5 separate regions of the Zea mays genome follow, and all the other regions are linked to region 4. A link is a contact called in public Hi-C data. All regions are on one chromosome and are shown on one strand. Each heading gives the region's core, a stretch centred on a gene start, on an enhancer-like site or on the middle of the called end of the contact. The rest is flanking DNA. Distances are from core to core; before and after follow the strand shown.

Evidence for each region. Hi-C and Micro-C count contacts between places; a contact is called where the count stands out from the background.
Region 1: a contact with region 4 is called in a Hi-C map of tassel, with 7 times the contacts expected there. The contact joins the promoter of LOC100272320 here to the promoter of LOC100217072 in region 4. A contact is called at or near these places in 12 of 25 Hi-C or Micro-C datasets (bundle sheath, ear, endosperm and 5 more) and 2 of 3 datasets of contacts at active chromatin or transcription factors (leaf and seedling).
Region 2: a Hi-C map of tassel shows a contact between it and region 4, with 5 times the contacts expected there. The contact joins the promoter of LOC100279570 here to the promoter of LOC100217072 in region 4. A contact is called at or near these places in 4 of 25 Hi-C or Micro-C datasets (bundle sheath, ear, endosperm and 1 more).
Region 3: a Hi-C map of leaf shows a contact between it and region 4, with 8 times the contacts expected there. The contact joins the enhancer-like site here to the promoter of LOC100217072 in region 4. A contact is called at or near these places in 2 of 25 Hi-C or Micro-C datasets (leaf and tassel).
Region 5: a contact with region 4 is called in a Hi-C map of ear, with 3 times the contacts expected there. The contact joins the promoter of LOC100282434 here to the promoter of LOC100217072 in region 4. A contact is called at or near these places in 4 of 25 Hi-C or Micro-C datasets (bundle sheath, ear, endosperm and 1 more).

What each region holds. Positions count from the first base shown.
Region 1 is chr5:95,667,438-95,670,137 of Zm-B73-REFERENCE-NAM-5.0, reverse strand. LOC100272320 (Proteasome subunit beta type) reads left to right here and starts at 1,309. Exons shown (of 7, transcript NM_001146804.1): 1 at 1,309-1,459; 2 at 1,584-1,765; 3 at 1,878-1,985; 4 at 2,349-2,438. The coding sequence starts at 1,454.
Region 2 is chr5:94,905,963-94,908,662 of Zm-B73-REFERENCE-NAM-5.0, reverse strand. LOC100279570 reads right to left here and starts at 1,426. Exons shown (of 2, transcript NM_001152567.1): 1 at 1,146-1,426; 2 at 1-1,011. The coding sequence starts at 1,310. The coding sequence ends at 133.
Region 3 is chr5:95,075,447-95,078,146 of Zm-B73-REFERENCE-NAM-5.0, reverse strand. No RefSeq gene overlaps it. Among protein-coding and RNA genes, the nearest start is that of LOC100275772, 54 kb to the left of the region's middle. Within about 2 kb of position 1,351, at least 16 of the 20 cell types and tissues checked have an H3K27ac peak or open chromatin away from gene starts, as enhancers often do. A contact at or near this core is called in leaf and tassel, where this site is marked.
Region 4 is chr5:95,342,779-95,345,478 of Zm-B73-REFERENCE-NAM-5.0, reverse strand. LOC100217072 (Chaperone protein ClpB4 mitochondrial) reads left to right here and starts at 1,278. Exons shown (of 10, transcript NM_001359556.1): 1 at 1,278-1,861. The coding sequence starts at 1,565. LOC541638 (response regulator 9) reads left to right here. Exons shown (of 6, transcript NM_001111393.1): 5 at 1-216; 6 at 312-642. The coding sequence ends at 365.
Region 5 is chr5:95,728,322-95,731,021 of Zm-B73-REFERENCE-NAM-5.0, reverse strand. LOC100282434 reads left to right here and starts at 1,416. Exons shown (of 10, transcript NM_001155345.2): 1 at 1,416-2,101. The coding sequence starts at 1,894.

The sequences.
Region 1 (2,700 bases), core at 60-2,559, 320 kb before region 4:
ATCATTGTAGAATACATAGTAAAATATTTGTGTACAACTAAAAGATGTCGAATATATGAAATGGTCGTTCTCACATATGTCCACAGTAGATCTTTTGGTTCCATTTTTTCGTTCTTTTTTTCTGGTCAGCGGAGACGACAATATATTTCTTCCTAGCATTGTTTGTTTTTTATTGGCGCTATGATGGTAGCAGGCATGACTTCCGTACGAGAGCTGACAGAATAGCGGACGGACAGGAGATGCTAGGTTTGGCCCGTACGAGAGCTAATAGAATAGCGGACGCACAGGAGATGCTAGATTTGGCGGACGCTGGAGCTCCGCTAAATTTTAGCGAACACTTTACATGTGCTTGTTGGAGACATTGAGGACGATGGTACATGCTAAATATAGCGTACCGAATGCTTCAGCGTTTCTTGTTGGAGAGAGCCTTAGGCCCTGTTCGGGAACAAAGTTTTTGAAACCCATAATTTTTACAAATACTACAATATACTTTAGTCATGAGAATACCACAGTTGAAAATACTACAATTTTGGAATTTAGATTCAAACCTAAGTTTACAATATTTTAAAACAACTACAGTACTTGCAATGTTTTAATTTTGAAGACATAGATTTTTAGCTAGCTTGCCAAACACTATTATGTATATAATACTATAGTATTTGAGAATATAACAGTATTTTTTCAAAACTGTGAAAAAACTTCACTCCCAAACATCTTCTTAGGTTGTACAACAGTACTCATATTGATTAACCTGTTACCACGACTCATCATTAGGAGAGCAAACGGATACTTATTCAGATATCAATTTTTTGATCTTTTTTCTTTAATTGTGAATTAATAGAATATAGAATCTATTATACAAATTTATATTCTTGTTTTTAGCATTAAGCTTGTAAATATTTATGAAAGATAAATCTCAAATTTATCATATATCTTCTCAAATAATAGATATAAATTTTGGATACGGATATTTTTCACTTTTTTGGTTGTAAGGAGCAAATAATGTATAAATAATTTATATATAATATTTTATCATTTATAATAATATGCTTCATAACATAAAAAGATCAACATCAAATTTCATACATATCTATTTTAAAATATTAAATTTATCCTAACAATTCTAATATCCGTTTACACCCTACTCATCATGATGAAATTCACGATCACTCTGATGGGCTCCGCGCAAGCGAGGGCCTCTTTCGAGCATTTGCAACTCTTCACAGTCAGTGCAATAGTGAATAATGGGCCTTCCGTCAAAAAGGTCTGGAACGAGCTGGTTACCTCTTCAGAGCCCATAGTCCGGATAGGCCCAGCATCCAGTCACAGTCCGGAGTCCGGTTGGTACTCCGCAAGTTCGTTTTTTTTACGCCGGCGGAAATCAACCTGCGCCGCTGCCTTCTCCGTTCTCGCCGTCGCCTCCGCCTCCGCTGCCGCCGCGCAGGTCAGGGTCATGTCGGTGAGTGCCCTCCGGAGCCCTAGTTTCCAACCTCCGCTTCTCGCTCCGTGTGCTCTGAGATCCTAGCTTTGTCAACTCATGGTCACGCCCCGCCTCGCTCGGCTGCTCGTTTCTTGGTGCTCAGATCTTCGAGTACAACGGGAGCGCCGTGGTGGCGATGGTGGGGAAGAACTGCTTCGCGATCGCCAGCGACCGCCGCCTCGGCGTGCAGCTGCAGACGATCGCCACCGACTTCCGACGGGTGTTCAAGGTCCACGACAAGCTCTACATCGGGCTCTCGGGGCTCGCCACCGACGCCCAGACGCTGTGGGTGTCCCGGATCCTCGATTCGTTTGGTTTCGGCGCTCCGTTTTGGAGACGGGGACCGTACATGGTTTATGATTTGGGTTTGATGCATGTCGTTGTCCTCTTTGTGCAGGTATCAGCGGCTGGTGTTCAGGCACAAGTTGTACCAGCTGATGGAGGAGAGGGACATGAAGCCCGAAACCTTTGCCAGCCTTGTTTCAGCCCTCCTCTATGAGAAAAGGTGACAAACCCACAATTTTTGACAGATTCATTTGTAGGCATGGTGTATCTGTGATTTCCTTGGTGTGCATGGAGGTAAATCACATTCACATGCCGAATGAAGGATACCCTGGAAATGTGAACTGTGAAGTACTAATGTCGTTATCTCCACTTCAGAAATTGAGAACCATTGGGCTTTTGGGAGGCCAGTATTTGAATGCTTCTCCGTGCTCTGCTGGCTGATATTAAGCTTATGCTATTCACTTATTTCTCGGTTATCTTAAGGAAGTGTGCTGTTTCGGATATTTGTGTGGATTCAGTCTGCTGTTTGTCACCTTACATATCCTTTTTCGAACCTCTGACAGAAGTATTTTGTCATATGTAGGTTTGGACCATACTTCTGCCAACCAGTTATTGCTGGCCTAGGAGACAACGATGAGCCGTTTATATGTACCATGGACTGCATTGGTGCCAAGTATGTATCAACTAATCTTCAGTTTATCTTTCTTGATTTTTTCCACACTGCTGTTATTTTCTTGTTTGAAATTTCTTTTAAAAAATTATACAACCTAGGAGGAGCTAGTTGATTATTGATTTGCATTAAGAAGAAAATAAACACCCAGTTCAAGTTGAACTGGACTCGAACCTAGATGGTGGGGTCTACTTTGTGTGCCCACAACTCAAGCCAACTGAGATAGGCTCAGTTTTCCCCAAAATCTCTGATTGATCTGAACCAT
Region 2 (2,700 bases), core at 177-2,676, 440 kb after region 4:
GCTCTGTTACCGCTGTTTCGCTCTGACAGCCAAGCCAGCGCTGCGCAGTTGACCATTGCGGCGTGCGCTCGAAGACAATCTGATCCAGAATCTCCTGCGATGCCAATCTCCCAATCCATCCGATCCGTTCCGTCAGTCCTTGGTCGGCGACATCTCGAAGAGCCGGCCGGACAGCGCGGTGACGAACGCCGCCTTGAAGCTGGGGTCCCGCGTCAGCGTCATGGCCATCTGCTCCGCGAGGTTCCGCCGGATGAGCTCCGACGCCGCCGCGGCCACGGGCGGCTCGCATTTCACCGCGCCAACCGCCTGCTGCTGCTGGTGCTGCTGGACCTGCTGGTGGTGGAGCGGCGCCGGAGCGGCGGCGACCGGCCTCGGCGGCGACGGCGGCTTCTTGCTGGCGCCAGGGCTGGAGCCGTCGTGCGGCGCCTGCGCCTGTGGCGGGGGCTGGCCGTGGTTGTGGTCGCCCTCGTACGTGGCGACCAGGATGGTGGGGTCGTCGGCGCTGCGCTGCACCTTCTTCTTGACTGGGCAGGCCGGGGCGAAGGAGCAGCGGAAGTAGGCCCGCGGGCAGGGGTTGTCCTTGGTAACCTTCTGCCCGTACTTGCGCCACTGGTACCCGTCCTTGACCACCAGGCTGAGGTCGGCCGGGTCGGCGTGCACGTGCAGCTTCGACACCCTGGGCTTGCACTCCGCCTCCCGGATGCGCTTGCACGGCTCGCCCGAGGTGCACTCCGTCTGGTCCGGCGCCACCGCCGGGTAGTGCTGGTGCAGTAGCTGCTGCGCGGGCGGCGCGGTGTCCGTGCTCTCGCTCTTGCGCTTCCGCGACGGCGACACGGACCCGCCCTCCGACGTGGACGACGGGTGGTTCCCGCAGGCCGTGGCCGCCGCGGCCACCATCTCCGTGTACTGCCCCCGCAGCGCCTCGTACTTGGAGGCCACCTCGGCCAGCGCCTCCGCCAGGCGCCGGTTCTCCTCGCCCATCCGCTGCAGCTCCGTCTCGAGAGCCGCGACCTGGGATCAAATCAAGGGGACAGTCCGTTAGAGTCTTTGCTCGTCGTCACGCCCGCCGTCTCCGTCCAGTCCAGGTGGGGTGGGTGCATGCTTGCGTCGCACATAGGATCGGAGTGTAGTGTATATATGCGTACCTCTGGTTCTTTCTTTGGAGGCGGCAGGAGGAAGTTCTCCTCGACGAGCAGCTTGGGCCTGGGCAAGGCGACGGCCACCGGCGCCTGGTGGTGGAGGCTGAGCGGCGGCAGGCCGACGCGCAGGTCAAGGCTCAGAGAAGGCTGGCTGCTGATCCATGGATCCATCTGCTGACTGCTTCCTTCTTCCACCTCGGTGTCCAGGTCGACAAGAGACGTGTAGAGCGGTCGACGGAGAAGAGAACTTGGAGAGTAGAGAGAGGAGGAAGAGGAGTAGAGACGCTTGAGAGTTGGAGTGGCGATTGCTCGGGACATGGCGTGATTTATATAAGGACTGGGGACTGGGGGACTCGACGACCCGGCCGGGAATATCGAAGGAGGATGGTCCGTCCGGGCGGTCTCATCGGCTAGAAGAAGAGAGAGAGAGAGAGAGAGAGAGAGAGAGAGAGAGAGAGAGAGAGAGAGAGAGAGAGAGAGAGAGAGAGAGAGAGAGAGAGGCGCTGCCAGTGCCAGCCCAGCGCACGTCGCCATCACTCGCACACGCGCCTGTCCTCTTCTCCGGTCGCGCGGCGATCGAATCAGCAGCTGAGCTGAGGCGAGACGAGAGACCGCATAAACAAACAAGGGGCCGTGGAATTCGCGCACGCGAATGTGGCGGGGGAATACTGCTGCTACAACTACTAGAAGAATAGGCGAGTGGTGGGGCCCGGGGCGGGGGTCGGAGGACGACGACGACGAAGCGCACTGGAGGTTGCCGATGGACCAGCAGGAGAAGACGTGACTGACCGTGATGGCGACGCCGACGCCGTGGCCTCTGCCTCTCTGCTGAAATATTTTTTTTCAGTGCTGGTACGCCTATTTGTCACGAGTCGGGTGGGACGGAGGCGGGTGAGCGAAGCCTTGGTTGGCCTCGGATAGCATGTCGGCCTGCGGATGAGCCGCGAGAGGATGACGGCGATGGTCGCCTGCAGGTTGGGTGGCGGTGGCTCCGGAAGTCAAGAAAATACACCACCACACATGCCTAGGAAAGATCGGCGGGGGGACCAATTGACGACTTTAGCTTGTTGACCAGCCTTTCTGGTCGGAAGAGCGAGAGCCTGGTAGTGGTAGCTTAGTTAGCACTAATTAATCCGGCAGATTTTAGACTTTCTCTGTTTCTGTTTTCTAAACAAACTTTTTTTTACAAAAAAAAGAAAAGAAAAAAGAGAGAGAAGAGCATGCGCATGTGGTGGTACTGCTGGTAGCTCTAGTCTAGGTGAGGGAAAGGTCGCTCCTGATGGCTGCGGCTTAATTTCCTTGCTAGGTGAGCTCCGGAGGCCCAAACTAATGGAATCAGAATAATCCGGCGAACTAGCTACCAACAAGTAAGTAGTATATACGTATCGCCGTGCCGCCGCCGTTGCCTAATTCTGACTGACCAAACATCCTTTCATAGTGCTCGCCGCACGGGGGGCGAGGATCAGTACGTACTTGCACCGTTTCTTTATGACCACCTTTGTTGCCGAGGTTTTTGATTGATTAGGCCGCCGTATGTAAGCAGAAGCGCTGTTCTTCTTTT
Region 3 (2,700 bases), core at 102-2,601, 270 kb after region 4:
ACGTGATCTCGTTCTTCATGTTTATAAATCGTGAATCCGTGATATGTTGCTGCACGCTCGTATCGTAGTCCTTCTATGCCCATGCGTCGCCCCACCGAGGGCTCCTGTCGTGTCGTTGTTAGTCAGTTTCCGCTACGAACTATCCTGCACCTGTGCATATATGTTGCTTAGTTGACGTGTTATATGTTACTTGGTGAGCATATAAACTATAACTAGCAGATATTACAATGTTATATGTTATATAAATTTCTACTAATATAAGAGAGTGTTTGGTTTAGCTTTCTGAACCAGATTTCCTGCCAAAAATCTAGATTCTCAATCAAACGAGTACAATAGTAAAATAGATTGCTAAAAATGTACTAATTTCTCTAGTTCAATTCAGAATAACCTTCTACCTTAGATTTTCTAGATTTCTGTCATTCATGTTACAAAACTTTCATGTTCTTATAGAATCTATAGTTGATATTTGTTTTAACCAAACAAATTTTAGTTTTTTTACAATCATCAGCTCACAACAGATTTCTCGCATCTCATAGTTATAATCAAATTTTCAGGATTCTATATCTGAACCAGACAGACTGGGGTGCCAAAGATTAGAACCCTACCCACTCGGTTTGAGGTGTTTGGCTTCTACCACCGTAACTTATGTATGTTTGTGTTATATGAAGAAGTGATATTGTAACTATATAGTAATAATTTTAAAATAAGAAACATAATCGTGTTTGAATAAATATCTCATTTGAGCAAAGTCTATTTATATGATATATAGAAACCTTATTAATGTATGGGCAACTAACTAGTATATAATAATATGGCAGAAAGGCCCTCTTAACCAAAATTCCTGGCTCCGCCACCGAATTAGTACTTAATTGTTTATAGTTGAATTATTGTTTAAAAGTCCTTAATGTAGAAAACCCATGAGTGACCTAAAACCCACCTGAAACCCGACGAGTTCGGGTACGGGTTTGGAATTACACCCGTGGGTATGATCGTGAGTGGGTTTAGTTAGACTTCACATATGCGACCGTGGATAGATTTTTCTCCACCCAGCTCGAATCCGAACCATTGTCATTCCTAGATACAAAGAGACAAAAATATGGGTAGACTTATCTTGTTATTATTACGAAACGAAAGAGTACATGTTCGTATTAGCCCACTTAATCCTGGGGTAACACTGCTGCCCACGATATTTGTTCTCCTTTTTCTTTACTTCTACTTTTGGGTCGAGCCCACATTCGTTTTTCTTAACTTTTTGGGCCAATGCCACATTCGTTGCCATAGAGAGACTGTTGGGCCGTAACCTTCTTGCCCCTATACACGGTCTTACATGGGCTGATTCATTGTCATGGAGTGACTGCTGGGTCGTAAGCTTCTTGCCCAACACACAATCTTTTTTCGGCTGATATTGTCGGGTTGCAGCGGTCCTCAATTGGAAAAAAGCTCCAAGTTTATGAGACTACTTGAGCTAGAAGCGGTTCGACTCCCGAGCCTTAGATGAGCCAAATGAAGTTAGTTTTGTTGAGAAACCCTAATAAAAGGTTATGTGGGTAAATACCGAATATACTCTTGAGTGGTCTCACGTCTCTATATAAAGAAGCCTATACCCCTCATAATATGAGAACGACAAAAAGAGACCAGAGACTCAATCCTACATATTGTGTCTTGTGTGTTCTCTGAGTGTATGGATTGCTAGGAAAGAGAACGAGGTTATATAACTTCTCGCGCTTCTACTGGTGACGGGAGCGAAGAAAGCGGATCTAGTGATACGTGGTAACATAGTTCTCAACAAGTTTTTGGGCTTTTGTTATGTAGCTAGAGTCGAGCCAGCTCGTTCAAGCTCTTGAGCTGGCTCACGAGCTAGGTCCAAATTGATTTAATAGAGACTAAGAGCCCAAAAATTTGGATACACAAATCTACTTAATTTTTTTTCATTATATGTTATCTACATTGCTCGATCAATTGATTTTACTTAGCCTATGCTTTATTATTCATGTGCATTGCCTATACTAGTTATCTTCTCTAGAATCAAGAAGCAAAGCAGGCCGACTTGCATGCCAGAGTCAAGCCTCTACCTCGAGATCGTAGAAACGTTAAATCTAACCGAGCTCAGCCTGCTCATGCATCGAGTCGAGCTGAGTCTGGCTCTTTTACAGCTCTAGTCCCCATTTAATTGTCATCCCTGCTCGTCACACCCGGTTTTGGACGACAAACCGAATGTAAATCATGTACGTGCCAGGATTAGAAATTCACGTACACAGCGATTACATAATTGGACATTATTACACATAGCTCAAAATAATAGCGGAAATAAGTACTTATTACATCATGATGTCCAAGACATCCACAGAGTCATTAACTTAACATAGATCAAAGTGCGAACACGAAACATAGTACGATAAGGCCTTCACAGGCAGCTGACTGGGGGTTCACCACTAAACACAACTATAATTCGTCGAAGTCCTGAAAGTCCTCCATGTTGCCTTCATCTTCTCCTGAGCACTTATTGCAATAGGGACAACCTGATGTTGGGTGGTTTTTAAAGCAAGGGTGAGTACACATCAACGTACTCAGTAAATGTCCCGTTTGGCTAAAGTGGACTAGCTGTATGTGGAATTAAGCTTGAATCAGTTGCTTTTAGTTGGTCAGGTATTTATTACTAAATAGAAAACCAAGTTTTAGTAATAAACCCAAGTTATTACC
Region 4 (2,700 bases), core at 29-2,528:
CCGAACCTTCGCATAGACGGTTCTGTTGTTCCAGGGCAGACACTGGGTGGTAGCAATTCAGGTGGTTGTGTTGTCCCCCCTCTGCAAGATGGCAGGATTGATCACCAAGCTGTCAGCAGTCATCTAAACTACAACAACGAACTCATGGGGACAGGTAGGCTGCAAAGGGGACTTAGTGGTGGTCTGGATGACATTGTCGTGGACATGTTTAGGCCGGTATGGTCCTATACATCTTTTTTTTTATATTCGAGAGTAGTTAGCATTACGGCCCCGTATTTTTATGTGAACCATGCGTTTTTTTTTCAATGCAGGACCGCGCAGACGATGGCGTCTCCTTCATTGATGGGGACTGGGAACTGGTCTAGCAAGTTTCAGTTCTCTACATCAAGTCTGCCTTCGTGTGAGATTTTCCGCATTTGTGGTTGTGGAGGGGTTCGGCGCTTGATTGGTCCAAAGTTGTTTATAGTAGCAAGATTGCATCACAAATGCCCTTTGCATTTGGTTTTTCAGTTTAGCGACCAGGTTCCAGTGTCACGTCCGAATATCAACTATGTGGTATTTGCTACCTTAACTCGTATGGCTATGTTTTCAAGTCAGGTGTTAACTGTGGCTATCGTGATATATACAGCATGGTTATGAGCCAAGGAATGCTGTCCTGTTTCCTCTTGGAAATCGTTTTGCTGTTCCCTTTGTTGATTGTCACTGGCAATCTGTTCCAGAAAGATCCCAGCATTCGTCATTTGCAATTTTGCATGATTGCTTGATAGCCTGAGAAATCGAAACATGTTTCCAGCATCGTGGTCAGTCTTGCCGAGACTGAAGTTATAGGCGAAGATCAAGCGTGAACACTGGTTTGGTGACAACCCCACGATCCCCCTCAATACACCGATCCGTCTTAGAGCTTGTTTGGATACTATAGTATTTACTTTAATTTGTATATATTAAAGCCGTTTACGGTGTAAACTAATTTACACTTCAATTCAATTAGTACTTACTTTGATTCACATATATTAAAGCGGTTTACGGTGTAAACTAATTTACCCTCCAATTCACTTTAGTACATATAGATTTTGGTTTACCTTAATACAATCTTCTTGACACCAAACTAGCCCTGTAGTTTGAATGTTTTGGAGTTTATGCGTTTGCAATTTGCAAAAGATTTGGATACTCGCCTTCATCCGCTGCTGCTGCCGAGCAAACGATGCAGCGAAAGTGAAGAACTCGCGCCGAACGCAGTTCTCCATCTTATCTCGACGATGAGTGCCCCCCCTTGAGTCGGCTACGAACGGTATCCGTCGGTTACGGATCAGACGGTTGACGTGCACGGAGGTCGACGAACACCGCATCTAGTAGAAGCTTCTGCAACCTTCCATTCGCTTCGCCTGCGCTGCCGGCACACCTTCTTTCCCCTTCTCCAAGCGTCGCCACTCCTCTCCGCTGTGCCCTCCCAACAACCGTCGCCGCCGCCACAAATAACCGAGCCAGCATCTTCGCGGCGTAACCGCTTGGCCAGTCCAGTGTCCGCAGCAAAGCGCTAAACCCAGACCCAAAACCCTCCGCCACGATGGCGCGCTCCGCCGCGTCCAGGCTAGCGCGCGCAGCCCGCGCGGTTGTGGTCGCCACCAAACGCCGCCAGGGCCCCGGCGTTAGCCGCGAGGTACTCCCGCGGTCCCTCGCGCCGCTCGCGGGTGATGCCTCCGCCTTCGGCGCCACCACGGGGAGGCCGGCGTGGTTTGCCGCGCCTTTGGGGCGGTTTCCCGTCGGGGCCGGCGGAGCTGGGCTCCAGGTGCCGCCGCGCCGGCTGTTCCACTCTACTACGCCCGCTCAGTACAGCGCCGCCGGCACCTCGTCCTCGTCTCAGGTCGGTGCCACTATGTACACCGCTGCCCGTGTCTCTGTTCTTATGCGCCGAGCCGCTGATTGGGTGCCACTCGTGTCGATTTGATTTCGGTCAGTGCTGTAGAGATCTAGCTAACCAAACGGCTGGATTGTAAAGCTCTGGAACGTCGAATGCATGCTGTTCTGCACTTCTGCTGCAAATTCGTAAAGATTCATTGTGTCACGATAACTTTGGATGCTATAATGAATAGGTGTGATACTATTGTGTAGTAGTATGGTGTCACTGATTTCATCCTTTGATCTCCGGAAGTATGGAATGCTGGGGTGATTGATTTGCATAGTTAATAGTCCTATTCCACAATACAAAATCCATAAGCGATGCTGAGATGATGCTTTTAGGTGCTTTCTGTGTTGATGTTGTTGGACTATTGTCTTGCTGTAGCTGTATTTTCATCGTGTTGGTGATTGCATTCTTTTGTTGTTATTAGTTAAACAAGTCAACAGTTTCTAACCTTTGTTTCAAAAGTGTGTACAATCAGTTGGTCCGTCTGTAGATGTAGTTAAACAGTATATCGGAGTGTTATACTTTTACCTATAGGTTCCCACTTGAATAGAGTGTCTCCAACCATGAATTACTATAGATTTCACATGCATCTAGATCTTCGCTTGACTTGCAGTGCTAGGGCAGGTTTGCAAGTGCTCTTTCTTTGTGACAAAAACGTGGGGTGTTTTCTCGAGAGTAAGATATCTTGTTTTGTATGTATATACAGAAAAGGAAAAAAAAATGTAACAAGGGAGTCACAAGGATCATAAATCAAAAGAGGAGGCGGCTAACATCATGGTAAAATTGATCAACCAATC
Region 5 (2,700 bases), core at 167-2,666, 390 kb before region 4:
CAATGCCGTTGGATTCTGACCGTTGGAGTTCTGACTTCTGGGTCCGCCTGAATATCCGGTGACGCACCGGACATGTACTGTTCAGTGTCCGGTGCGCCAGTATGGGCACGCCTGACTTCTGCGCGCGCAGTGCGCGCATTAAATGCTCTGCAGGTAGCCGTTGGCGCGAAGTAGCCGTTGCTCCGAGGATCCACCGGACAGTCCGGTGCTCACCGTACATGTCCGGCGAATTATAGCGGAGCAGCCTTCGTGAAATCCCGAGGCTGGCGAGTTTCTGAGCCGCGTTCCGTTGGAGCACCGGACACTGTCCGGTGCACACCGGACAGTCCGGTGAATTTTAGCGGAGTCGCCTCTGGAAATTCCCGAAGGTGACGAGTTTGAAGTCTGAGTCCTCTGGTGCACCGGACATGTCCGGTGGCACACCGGACAGTCCGGTGCGCCAGACCAGAGGTGCCTTCGGTTATCTCTTGGCTCTTTTGTCAAACCACTACTTGGTCTTTTTATTGGCTAAGTGTGAACCTTTGGCACCTGTATAACTTATACACTAGAGCAAACTAGTTAGTCCAATATTTGTGTTGGGCAATTCAACCACCAAAATTAATTAGGGACTAGGTGTAAGCCTAATTCCCTTTCAAGTTCAAAACAGAGCTAGGCTATGAGCTAAACTTTTATGATGTGTTTGGATTGCAGCAGCATCTAGTCTAGAGTGGAATCATCCATCATGGGTTTAGAGACGAGAAGGACGAAGTCATCCGATATTTTTTCGAGGAACCAGCTCGTTCGTCAACTTACGCTTGCAGGGAAGACCACGAAGGATAGCTTGACGACGGATCGGTTCACCTCGTGACACAAACCAAACAGAACATCCAAGTTCGGATTTAGGTTCGGATGATTCAGGATGAGTCTATTCGTCAATCCAAACGTGTCGTTAAGTTGTGCTTTTGCTTTTGTTTTAGATGATCATACGCACAAGAGCTGTCGACTATATTAAAAAAAGGAAAGAAAAAAAATCTCCAGCTACATAATATAACAAAGCAACGATATGTATATAAACTTGGAAAGGATCAAATATAAACGACCGAAGATAATTGATCTATATTATCCACCGGACACAACCATCCCCTTATTTTAGTCAATGTAAACAGCATTATTTTGCTTGCTGATTATTGTAGCACTGTAGCTGCTGTACCGTGGCGGAAGTTCACTCGGCGGAGGGGACGGGGCCGATGCCCGATAGGACCGTGTCGTGCAGAGCAGCTGCAGGCTGCATCATCACCTGCACGGAAACTGAGGTTGGTGCGCGCGGCAGCACAGCGCATGCGGCGGCATTACCCGCAGGCCGAGGCGAGGGGCGATCGCCATCCACAGCAGCGGGCCTGCGGTGCCTTTTCGCAACTGCCACATGACAATTGGGGCAAGCTGCCCTCCTTTGCTCCACGCGACCACCAACCTTTTACAAGAGCCTGTGAGCTGAGCACCGCCCGTCCCTCTCCTCCTATACCCCCTGAGGACTTTACCGGGCTACCATTCCTGATCCCTCCCTCCCCCTCTCCTCTTCTTGTCGCCGTCTCCCTGCAGCGTTACGCTGGCGGAAAAGAAACGGAGCGAGCGAGATCAACTGGCGGCTCAAGAAACCAGAGGGAGGAGTGAGTGCACGCAAGGGTCAGAGAAGAGCCGAGAGAGCGCGCAGCAGTGCAGTGGTGCTGTATCCGCTGCATTCTTCCTCCCCCTTTGGATTCCCTGACTCGCATGGTATCTGGTCAGAAAGGCACAGGCTTTAGTGTGCCCGTTGCTGTTGTAACGCCCCTGTCTGCTCCTGCGGAGGAGAGGTGCGCGAGACGAGAGACGCGGGAAGGAGAGGGACGGAGGCGGGGAGGAGTAGTGGTGAAGTCAATGCCGCCGCCATCGCCGCTCCTCCGTTCCTCCGCCTTCGTCGTCTTGCTGCTCCTGGTGTGTCGCCCGTTGTTGGTCGCCAATGGGAGGGCCACGCCGCCTTCTCCGGGATGGCCACCGGCGGCTCAGCCCGCGCTGCAGCCTGCACCCACCGCCAGCGGCGGCGTGGCCTCCGTGCTTCCTTCGGCCGTGGCGCCTCCTCCCTTAGGTAGGCAGTAGGCTGGAATGCTGTATCAAAACCTCGCGCTTCTTCTTCTTCTTTTGCGGGGTTTCAGTGTGTTTTTGAAGTAATGTTCCTGGGTTCTTCATCCTCGCTGAAGCAAAATTGCGCCTTTTGGTCGCAATTTGCTCATTTTTTTTGGTGGGGACTGGGGAGGCGAAATTTAGTGCTCATTTGGTGGGCAAACCACGTTATAAATCGTAGGGCGAAAATCGTCGGGATCATATTCTATTATTACAAGTTTTTGAGCGTATACTGGGATAGTCTATTACAAGTTGCACAGAAAACGCGGATCATTCGTTTTCGGATTTTCCATTCAGGAAGTTGAATCTACTGGAGTTTCATTTGCTTATTCAACTCTAATAATCCTATTCAACTCTATAAGGAAACAGTCGACTGCGTCAATAATATTGTCGTATATAACTCAATTGCAGAAAATATATGTTCTTCCTTTCGGAGTTTATTAAGGAACCGTGTCACCTTTGAAACTCCAAATTTACCTAGTTCAGTTTGGTTTCGAAGCATCCATATTTCTGCGACGCCCGAATGAATTTTGCTGTGTTCATCATCATTCATTAATTTGTACT